Linked DNA regions of Anas platyrhynchos: region 2 is linked to region 1. Evidence: chromatin contacts called from public Hi-C data. All regions are on one chromosome and are shown on one strand. Each heading gives the region's core, a stretch centred on a gene start, on an enhancer-like site or on the middle of the called end of the contact. The rest is flanking DNA. Distances are from core to core; before and after follow the strand shown.

Region 1 (5,585 bases), core at 1,584-4,083:
CCATCCAGTTTCAATCTTAGTCCTCTCGACCTATAAAATAAAAGCATGTTAGTCTGATTGATAAGAAACAGTGACTACAACCTAAACACTAAGCTCTGGAAACATTCACATGAACCACATTAGTGCATGCTTCTTACCTAGATAAGAAATGCTTTGCAGGCTCAATCCAATCAGGTGAAACACTGAATATGGGATTATCTTTATTCGTGAGCAAAGTCCTCTAGAGAAAACTGAACCATGAATTTTCATGTCTGAAAATAAAAGTATTATCTAGATTTTCTTCAGCAGTGGAAATGTTATGGCGGGGCACCAGAAGTTTCTGTTCCTTACTTCCGTCATCTTTTGCCCCTTTGCTGCCTCCAGGGAAAGAGGAGCCAGTAGGAAGTGACTCCTTCTTCATTAGACAAAAAGAACTTCAGTTAGAAAGCTTCTGCAGAGGGGACAGAAATCACTATCTACTATTGCTTAAGTACTGACAGCCACACTAGCTCATCCCTACACATTAACAAACATATTTTAAGAGAGCATCAGAGAGCAGCAAGAGCAGGTCTTCTCCTCAAGGGAAGAGGAGGTGAGGAGCTGAGGTGATCCCATGGCCTGCCCCACACCACCTGAGTGAACCGAGCAGGACAGACTCAAAGATGGTAACCGGGTCCAACCAAGAGCCCATGTCACAAGCCAAAAGCATAGTGATAGGGCAGGTCTAAGGTCAAACCGGGAAGCCAGTCTATGGGTCAGGTCTAGAAAATTCCAGGCAGAGCTGTGATGATGAGGCAGAGCCAAGTTCAAGCTGGGAGACCAATCTGCATACAAAGCTCAGGATAAAAGGACTCCACGGCCAGGCGCACCTGAGCTGGAGACCAGCACTCCTCCAAATAGCTCAGGCAGGGACTGATGATCTCAGGCTAAGCTTAAAAGGTTTTCTGAGAGCATTTAAGGTAGGTGGAGACCACAGGTGAGGCTGGTCAGGGCATTAAGGCCTGCAAGTGGCCTTGGGGCCCCAACAGAAGGAGTAAAAGAAGTTGCAAACTACACTTGTTTACATATACAGACTTGTATATCTGTATGTATGTATAACACGTAATGTAATGTCATCATGTTAATACTCTGATTCTTAAACACCTTCTCTTCATTTCCAAACACCTGGCAGATGATTTTAGATTCTCTAAGGCTTGGAATAGTTCCTAGCTATAAAAATGTACCTGATGCCACACTGAAAGAAAAAGATTGAAAAGTTAAAGAAAGACACAGCTAAGGGATTGCAAATTTCAATTCAAACTCCAAGCTTCAAATATTCAAATACTATGTCCTGCATTCAAAATTATATCAAGGCCTAAAAAAAAAAATCTCTTCAAGGACTTTTTATATTGCCTTGCTCCAAAGTATTATAATTCTACAGAGACTCCTCTTGCACTTCCTGCATCCTTCCTACATCCTATCTTTTTATATACATTACTGCTTTCTAATTCTGCTGCTACCTGCTATGTTTAGAACTATTTTCCTCAAATTAATTCTCCCTTTGATCTTTCCAGTCCACAGGGGTAACCTTTCCAATCTGCTCTCTATTATTTGTGGTCTTCAGTGGCACCTGTAGTCCATCAAAGTTAAAAATAAACTGAAAAAATCATTCATGTGCTGTTTGCCTTTTCTCTGCTCTTACTAATGAGTATCTGACACGAGGCTGCACCCTGCACTGAATCCTGAAATGGCCTGAATTTTGACAAAAATTTGCATTCCCAGAACTTGCCCTTGCCATTGGCTGGGTTGTTACAAGCAGCATACATGCAGACATGCACACACACACACAGGATCAGGTTTGCAACAGTTGAGTTTCCTGGGACAAGGATTAGATCCCAATGATCCTGCAGCAAGACCTCTTGGGGCTGCTGAAAACAATATATTAAATATAAAACAATTACTTTCATTACAGACTTCCTCTACGTCATGTCCCAGCTTAATTTGTTTTTCTTTGTATTTACAGTCTGTTTTTAAGTCATAATTATTCCTGGCCAAATCATCTGAAACAATTTTTCTTAAACATTTAATTTTGCAAATGTTCCCATACAAATTCAAATCCTTTAATAGAGGTGAGATATTGTGTTTTTTCTTTCCTCTTTGCTACAGATCTGTGTAATTAAATTTTAATTTAGTTTGTGTTGGAATTTGCTAATATTTAAAATCCCATCCATGCCCTAGCATCACCTCCACCAATGGCACAGGTGGAAGTCAGCTGGATTTCAAGTCTGTGGATAAATATCCTCTACTACTCTTTTTTTTTTATTTTATTTTTTATTTTTTGATATAATTAAGCACACTAGTGTCCTGCATGAAATTTACTACTCCAGCTCTGGCAGCAGAAGGGATTGTGTGGACACTCCCCAAGCTGCTCCACTGCATGTGGGCTAGTTTAGACTGCCTTCGTTAGTGGTTTAAGTTAAATGAGTTAATTTTGTAAAGAAGCAAATAACATATGTAAACATATTTCCAGCTGCTGGCAGGTCAGTGGGAATGGTGACCTCTGGCACAGGAACAATAGAATACCTGGGTTGGCAACATCTTCAACCAGCAGAGATAACTGCAAAGCAAACATGCATTTGTCACCTACCTCAGCTAAAACCAGGAAAGCAAGAATACTGCAAGAGCTGTGTTAAGCTTTGGAAAGAGAGATAGAAGTGGCAAAGAAGAACTGTGCAGGGTATTGCGTATGAGAGTTACAAGACTTGATGAGCAATTGCATAGGGCAATTCCCTCTGGGTTGTTCTGGAAAATGCGTGTGTGTGGAGCCAGAAAAACAGCAAACCATCCTGGATTGCACAGATGACTCAATAGAACTTCAAAACCATCTATACAGAATAATTCATCGAGGGTGATGCATGACCATTGGCAGAAGGGGATTATCCAGGGAGAGGAGAAGGGCAGTTTCACTTTCTGAAGCAACTTCAGAGAAAATGAACCAGACTCACATGAACCCCAGTCACCAGGAGCAGCTATCATGCTCTGAACTGTAGACACTGTCTGTTGCTCAGCATGCATAACCAGAGGAGGTCCAAAATGCTTTAGAAACTACAGAGCAACCTGCTGAAGAGATGCAGCAAGGGCTCCTCTTCACACTACATAAGCATGGTCTTCCTGGTGGAGAGGAGACCATGGCTGAGGAGAGGGAAAAACAAAACAAAACCAAAAACTTGATGAAAAGAGCACCATTCTTATACATTTATGAACAGGCAGCTTCTTGTACCTTTTCCCATTTCCACAGTTACAGATGAGCTGCCAGGATCCAGCCCTCATCTGTTTCTGAAATGAAAACCGTCATTTAGTTGCTAATAGTGCACGGTAACTCCACACATGAGTGTGGAACAGGAAATGAAAAATGCCTTTTCTAACTAATAACAGCAATTTTAGGTAGATGGAACAGTAATGGTGGATGCCAAGATGGAAGCTGACCACCATCTGCTGGGTTTTCAGCAGCAGTTTTGGTCTTTGGAAGCTTTTTACAGGCTGACAATGATTCAGAAGAGTCTACTTTTGTCTGGGATTACAAAAATCAATTGCACAACTTGTACATAACATAAATAGTTTCTGTGTGGATAGCCCCTTCAGCTGACTGACCTTTATTCCAGGTTATCACATCCAGAAAGCTGTCACAGAAAGCTCTTTCCAGCTTTATGGTACTGTTTATCAGAAGACCATTTCCACTTTTAAACCAAGTTTTCATTCTCAAAGGAGAATAGATTATTTTTCTCCTCACAGACAAAGTTAGCTTCCTCAGGGAAGGTTTAGGTGTTGGTAATGTGTCCCAGGCCCTCTTGGTCTTGTAAGCCACCTCAAGACCTACACTCAACACCCATGTCACTTGTAGCCTAGCACCTTTTGTCTACACAAAATGGATCTTCAGTTGTAACTACCTTTCAATCTTTCCTTCAGTGCAGAAAAGACATATAATTGGTAGAAATCAGAGTTCTGCCAATATTATACCTCCTTTCCATTGGAAAAGCCTTCTTAACCAAAACAAGCATTTTGTACACAAATACCACACCACAGCAGAGAAGTGGGTTTGCTAGCTCTCCGTATATCTGCATTTCAGCCTGATGGAATAATAGAGACAACCCAGAGCAGTCTGAAAGCTATCCAGTTTCATGATGAGGGAATTGCCTAACTTGGCAATTCAAATTACCACAAAGTGAGCAGAGCGATTTCTATATTTGAGGATGATGTAAGGATTAGGACTAGGACATCCCCACCACCAGGCAAGGCTGAGTTGCTGCACTTGTCCCCTTTGCTTTCTCCTTTCATACTGTTCTTGGGGCCACCAGCAGTTGGCATAAATCAAAGAAGCCTTCAGTCTTCACTTTAGGTTGGGAAAACAGTTTTGTTCACATTGGACTTGTGGACAATAATTTAAAAAATTCCCTTCACCACTTCCACCCCCAAAATGATGCCTTGTGCTGATTTACTTCAGCCAGAAATTCGGGACACAACACTTAGTAACTCCACAGTGAATCAGGACTCCACAGTGAATCAGACATGTTACACAATGATTCAACTAAAGGAAGCATTCCTCTTCAACTGAGACACTGGTAAATCATGGATCTGCACAGAAAAATTTCCAAAATATCATTCATCCAACAGGCCAGACCAGCTATTAATATTTAAAGAGCATCAGAATTTACTAAGCGTCTCTCAAATACCTATGGGATTTAAATGTTCCCTGTGAGGGCCACTTGATAGACTCACTGTGATTTTGGCCATGGTATAGGACTGATTCATCTCCCCCTAGAGTATTTTCTGGTGCATGGCAAAGAAAAGATAGCAAAAAGATAATTTGTTGTGGAAAGTCACACATACACATGATTCACATATATTTTACATAACATGTATCTCTATGTGTACTTAGGCACAAAAACCTGCACAGAAAACATTACTCAGACTGTAAAATTCGGCACTCTGTAGGCAGGAAACCCTACAAGAAAGACTGCCCACTCTGCTTTGGCTCTGTCCTGAGCGGTGAGTACAGCAGACCAACTTCGTGTTACTTTGCTCTGGGGGAAGCCACAGCATGCACCACATGTAGCTGGGGGTGGCACTCCAGTGGAGCAGGGTCAGGTGTGTTTTGATCACAGCTCATCCCGAGCAAGAGTCTACTGCCCTGGTCCTCCTGCCAGCTGCTCACCACCCCTTCTCTGCCAGGCATATGATCACACTTTCTGATCTGCCAGAACAGTTCCATCTGCAGTAATTTCTTAACGCAAGTTCTGTCGAATGATCTGTGGTTTGTGGTTTCTTTTTGGGTATATATATATATATATATATATAAAGGTCAGACAAATCTGTGCCCCCACCAAGTCAGACAATTTTTGCAAACAGAAGCAGCTAGAAGTGCTTTTCTGCCAGCAGATCTGAGGGGTTAGCAACCTAAGACAAGATCTGATACAGCCAGAACATTGTGTCTGCACCATTAATGAGCTCCTGTTCAATATTTCTTTTTCACCGTATTGCTCAAGGCACGGTACCAAAGCCTTAGTAATGGTGCCTTTCAAACCCTGCGGTGGAGACAGGATTACTAATATCTACAACACCCACCACAG
Region 2 (5,585 bases), core at 2,016-4,515, 140 kb before region 1:
GTTGCAAAAAGGAAAAGGATAACCTGTAAAGAAGAAAATGAGAAAGATGTAGAAAGCTAAGGCAGATGGATTTATTTTCTGAAGGAACTTGGTCCCCAGGATCTGGGAAGCAGGTCTGAACACAAGGACAGGAACCCATGTGGTTCAGAACAGGGAATAGATACCTCAGCTCAGTGTCCAAGTACCAAAGGAAATGACTTGCATGAAGAGAAGAGAGAAATACCTGCTGGCCTCAAGAGTGCTCTGATCCTAGTCCTTTCTGAGCTGGAGAGACTGCTCCAGCTACTTAAGATTAAAAGGCTGTGATATATGCTGGGTGATGAAAACCAGCAATTGCAAAAACTGCTTTTGTTTAATTCATAAACATTGAGGCGGGGACTTCCACAAAAAAATGGCTAAACCAAGTTACTAGTAAATCAAGAGCATCTTGCCTGGATTATATCTCAATTAAAGTCTCCTACAGGACAGTTTTTGGTGTTGGCTGAGTTTTCCCTCCTGGTCTATCTGACCACAGCTTAGTCTCTCAGAGTGTTTCCAGGTTTGCACTTATTGTTTGAACTAATCAACTTGTTTTGATAAAATAAGGAGCAGGAAAATGAGAACTCCGATGCTTTTAGTTTCTAATGAGCACCACACTACAATGTTTTTCTCACAGAAAAGAGCTGGAGCCTTCCTGTGCTTCCCTCTTCCAGCCTTACTACAGACGGCATGCCTCTAGGTGGTGCCTTGCTCTCAGGTTTAGTACCACGAGCTGGGGAGAAGCAGCCTCAGGAGGCTGGTTTTTGAACAGCAAGGTGGCGCCTGCAGCCCCATCACCACTCTACCTGTCCCAGGCTGGCAGAGCAGATCTTCGCCAGGTTCTTCACCAGGGGTCTGCCTGAACATAACACCTGCCTTAGGTAAAGGAAGTGCAGCAAGAATTAGAGAGATACCACACAGCATCAGGCACTAGAGTCTGCAGTTCAGGATTCATCCAGAGCCCCCTGAGACCTCTTCCTTTAAAGCCAGCTGTGGGCCAGGCCCCTAATCACAAAGACAGACATCAGCTGCTTTGATTTGGGGTTGCTGAAGAGCCCTGTCAACTAGAGAGCTGGAGTCTGTAAGGAGAGGTAACTAAGATTATACCCTTCAGGCTGGAGAAGAGAAAAATGAAACGGGCAGCCTCATGGGTGGGAGTGGGTGCCTTTTTCTTTCCTGCTCTGCAGCTTATTTTGGTTATCTGGGGGAGTACAGGAGCAACTTCTGGAAACAGCTGTTGAGCACAGGAAACCTGCAGATGGTGTAGAACTGTTCCCTATCCTTGACTATGAGGCAGGACAATGTAATGGATTGGAAATGGAAGGGTACACTGAGTTTGCTGGGTGTGGAGAAAGCTGCTTAGGCTATTTCTCTTTACATCTTTGAGGTGAGGGATAACAACCAGGGAGAGTCACAGCCCTGGGATGGTCACAGCACAACCCTTCATCATTTCTTCCCATTTGCCACCATGCAACTAGAAAGCAGAACGTATCCTCTATTTTGAAGCAAACTATTAGATACTCATAGTCATGCAAAGTCAAAATCAGCCCTGACACAGCTGGGATTCCCCACCTACCACTCATGGTATGTTCATATACATCCTCCTCATGCTGGAATAACACAGCTCCTTGACTCCTGCTTGGGAACACAGGTACTGTTGTGGATGATGTGCTGTTGTCTTCCCCGCTATCCCCTCCTCCTGAGAGAAATGACAGTGCCCTGTATTTGGTCAGGGGAAGGAAGAATTTGCCCTTGGGCTTCCTCCTTACCCCTACCTGTTTCTGTGTATTTACATGCAAGGGGGGGGGGGGGGGGGGGGAAGCAGACCTGGGACTAAGGGGGAGGCTGTGTCACAGCTGGAGGGACATCAGCATGGGGTCATCACACCAGTTCATCCCTGAAGCAGGACAAGCAGTGGACGAACATCTTCCCTGACACACACTGCTTTCATAGCATGCTAAAGAATTAGCCCTTGGATTTGTTTTTCAGCTGATCCCATGCTAACAGCTTGAGGTGGTTTGGGGCTGACTTCTCCACGTTGAGGCCTTTGACCTTTTAATCCTTCTGAAATAACCAATTCCTTCTCCTCCCCCTGACTCCCAGTATCACCAAATTGCCTTTTGTCGTTTTTTCTCCAGCAGCTTTTCTGGTGGGACTGGTAACTTGCTGGCTGGCCTGGCTCCTTCCTCCCACTGGGCTGTACCTAGCACTACACATAGCTTCACTCAGAGCAGACAAGAAACAAGTTTCTGCTTGATGCAGGTTCTAGGCTTGAGATTTGGAAGATTTTCAGGACTAAACCCAAACTTGCTCTTTTATGATAAATAATGAGGAGCATCTCCAGCTTCTTTACCCTTGTTTTAACTACTTCATCCCTCACCACAGCCTGCAGACCCAAAGCATTATGCAATTCTAAAAGGAGAAGAAAATAAACCTAAAGAAAAAAAAATAAAAACACAGCTGTTAACTGAAGTCAGATATAGTGGGGGTATGGATGGGACGAGAAGGAAGAGGACAGAACTGGAGAGGGCCCTGGGGAGGAGATGGCTGTGGAGATGGTCACACAACTAAGATAAAATACCTGAAGGACACGGTGTGGGGGAGATGCAGAACCTCCTAAAGAACCCATCACAAGAATGGCCACTAAATGCTGTGCGAGCATGCCTGTAACAGGCCCTGTTTCAGCTCTCGCCATTTTGAGCCTCTGAAGGAAGCAACCCACCTAATTGCATGTCCATAGGGAGGTTCAGTCAGCTTAAGCCAGTGTTCCCTCCCAAAGACGGGTAACACAGCCTGTCTCCAGCCAGATCCCGTTGTCTGACGGGCTTCCTCTTTCATCAGTGCCTGAAACAAGGGGGCTCTTTAAAACCATTTTACACTGCTGCAGGCGAGGAACAATTAGTCCATATTTATCCTTCTGGGCTTAGGTCTTTACACAGACTGATTGATACGCTTTCTCCTGCAGTTCATCTTCAAACCCATGTCTGGAGGAAAAGCAGGGACTACTCTGAAAATTGTGCAACATCTTGATTAAATTATTACAAGGCTTATGCTTACCTGAGGTTCTTGGGCATTAACATCACCTTTAAAGTTAAGCATATACTTAAGTTTTTGTCTCAGGCAAGATGGCTTAAACACAATTAAATTGCAGAAGTCCTTTCTGTCCCTCTCTCACAATTGCTGTATGAGGAGCAGTGTTATCTCCGTAGCTCATCCCACACCCCTCTACAAGGACATCTCTGCCAGACTTGAAAAGGCATAGATATTTCCCTGCACAGCTCAGAAAGTTTGTGCAGTTTCTTTCTATAAATACATCGCTGCCAGGGTCATCATTTCTGAACAGATTAAGCTTTCACACAGTCGCTTTCTATGTGAGCAGAGGCAATAGCCAGTTCTCACACTCCATGGCAAACCTGTGAAGAAAGAAGGTACAGATCCATGGCAATTATACTGCAGATCTGCTGTAAAGCTAAGGTTCGGGCTTAATGAAAGTGTGATACATAGGGAAAGGATTTACATCCAGATGTACAGTGTGAGGGAAACAGCCTCTCCACATTTGTCATGCTGCCCAGTGATTTGTCTAATAGCAAAATAAGAATAAATAAAAGATGGAAAAATATGCACCAGGAGGTCCTAAGGTAAGATGTTTTCTTCTGCTTCCAGGCAGGAGGTGAAATAGCCTGAATGAATAATTCTTGAGGATATCTATGTATGAAAAATTGTAATACAGTCTCTTGTAACACAGTTAAATTAAATAAGGTAAATCCTGCCATCCTGAGCAATTTGTATTAAAACCAAAACAAAACAAAAGAGAAAGTCTGGCAAATCTTTGAAGGTTATCCATTGAAGTTAGATAACAAACAAACAAAAACAGAACAAAACAAAACAAAAAGAGCTGAGATGCCATAGAGGTAGCCCAGGGGCATCCCAAAGTGTTTGTGTCAACCAGCAGTCGGGAAACTCAAGAGCCAGAAGACATGTGAGATTTGGGGCCCATTCCTGCCCAGGAAGGTTGGCTCATCTTGCTCACCCTCTCCCGGGTTCAAGGTCTACACTGCAACCCTGTGTGTATCCATTCAGATCCCTTGTGCATCCCATTCTCACCCATATTCCTTGTTTCAGGAAGGGTGTCATGGGGCGGCCCTCCACATGTTCCTATTCTTAGACATTATCTAGTTCTTTGAATACAGATCAGCCTTTAGTGTTCACAGCATCTCATGGCAAGTTTCTATGGTTAATTTGTATTTGGTATTAAAGAAATATCATTTAGCTCATTTCAAATCTGCTGCATGATAATTTCATTATGATCCTTAGTTTCTGTCAAGGAAGGTCATTCTGCACTGTATAGATGCCTGCCAAAGCCCTGCATTTGTCCCTATAGTGGCAGTGTTTTCCCTTTTTTCTGTATTGGTATAAGCCAGCAGAAACACAGTGAACTCTGCAGAGGCCAGGCAGGAAGCACAGGAGAGAATATAGCACTGTGGTTCTTTAATGCAAGTTCTGGCTTTAGGGCTCATAATGTGGCCTTAAATCTAACACAAAAGATTTCCTTATGTTACATCTAAAGCTATTTAGTGCCATTAGTAGCAGAGCAATAAACCAGTGATCCTTTCCCTCCTGTCCAGAGGGAAGAGATAACAGGGACCTAAAAGCTAAATTCACTTTTCAGCTTCATCAGAATATTGTTTCTGGCATGGATGTTTTCTGAGCATTGGTTTTAGAATTGTTCATATTTATATCCCAAACGTCCATGCTCACACAGAAACTCAATGAATTCAGGGAAAACAACTGGTCTCTGAACAGCTGTTAGTTTGGTTTTGAGTGTTTCAGAGGTTCTTTTTAAAATAATAAAATTCCATAAGAACTGCTACTGCGGCACTTTTTTTTTTTACTTTTTTTTTTTTTTTTCCAAGAGGAAGTTATGCAAGGCCTGCTGGATGATATCAGCACATCTGGACAGCTTGGAGACCAGTGAGCTTCGAGGGAAGGGGTGACAAACAGAGAAGAATTTCTGTTTTTTCTCAGCTTGGGGCAGGTAGGGGAGTCCTGGAGAGAGAACTTCAGCCCCCACCACTCCCAGGAGGGCCCTGCCTGGCTCTGCTCTCCAGAAGGTCACTGCATTTGGCACCCATCACAGCCAGCAAATAACTACTGATTGCTGCAGTGGGAAGTGCAAGACCAAGTGATTTCTTTTGTGTTTCCAACCCTAAATGCTTACACCATAGCTATGGATTGTATTTATGTTCTTGGGGATCTGCAGAGGGAGGTTTCCTCCCTGCCTCTTGCACAACAGGCAGGTGCTGGATACCTTGAAACAGCTTTTGCTCAGTCCTGCTTACAAGAAAGCAGTGGCTTTAGGGGGCTGCCAGCTTCAGGATGCTCTGGGATACTCCAAGATGCAGGCAGAGTGGAGCCTGCTGTGGTTGCCACACCTCACAGCCACCACTTGGCAATCACATCCTTTCAGTACCTCCAAATGCAAGCCAGGGCAAGAGTTTATTGCTTTTTAATTTAGACCATTGTTCCTGGAAAGGCTGCATAAGAAAAAAAATAGCTTTGGTTTAAGC

What was found. A called contact is a pair of places that touch in the nucleus more often than the background predicts.
Region 2: a contact with region 1 is called in a Hi-C map of subcutaneous adipose tissue, with 2.2 times the contacts expected there. The contact joins two enhancer-like sites. A contact is called at or near these places in 3 of 8 Hi-C or Micro-C datasets (liver, skeletal muscle and subcutaneous adipose tissue).

The regions. Positions count from the first base shown.
Region 1 is chr2:94,699,484-94,705,068 of IASCAAS_PekinDuck_T2T, reverse strand. No RefSeq gene overlaps it. Among named protein-coding and RNA genes, the nearest start is that of HIVEP1, 14 kb to the left of the region's middle. Within about 2 kb of position 2,833, at least 2 of the 8 cell types and tissues checked have an H3K27ac peak or open chromatin away from gene starts, as enhancers often do.
Region 2 is chr2:94,844,056-94,849,640 of IASCAAS_PekinDuck_T2T, reverse strand. No RefSeq gene overlaps it. Among named protein-coding and RNA genes, the nearest start is that of EDN1, 13 kb to the left of the region's middle. Within about 2 kb of position 3,265, at least 4 of the 8 cell types and tissues checked have an H3K27ac peak or open chromatin away from gene starts, as enhancers often do.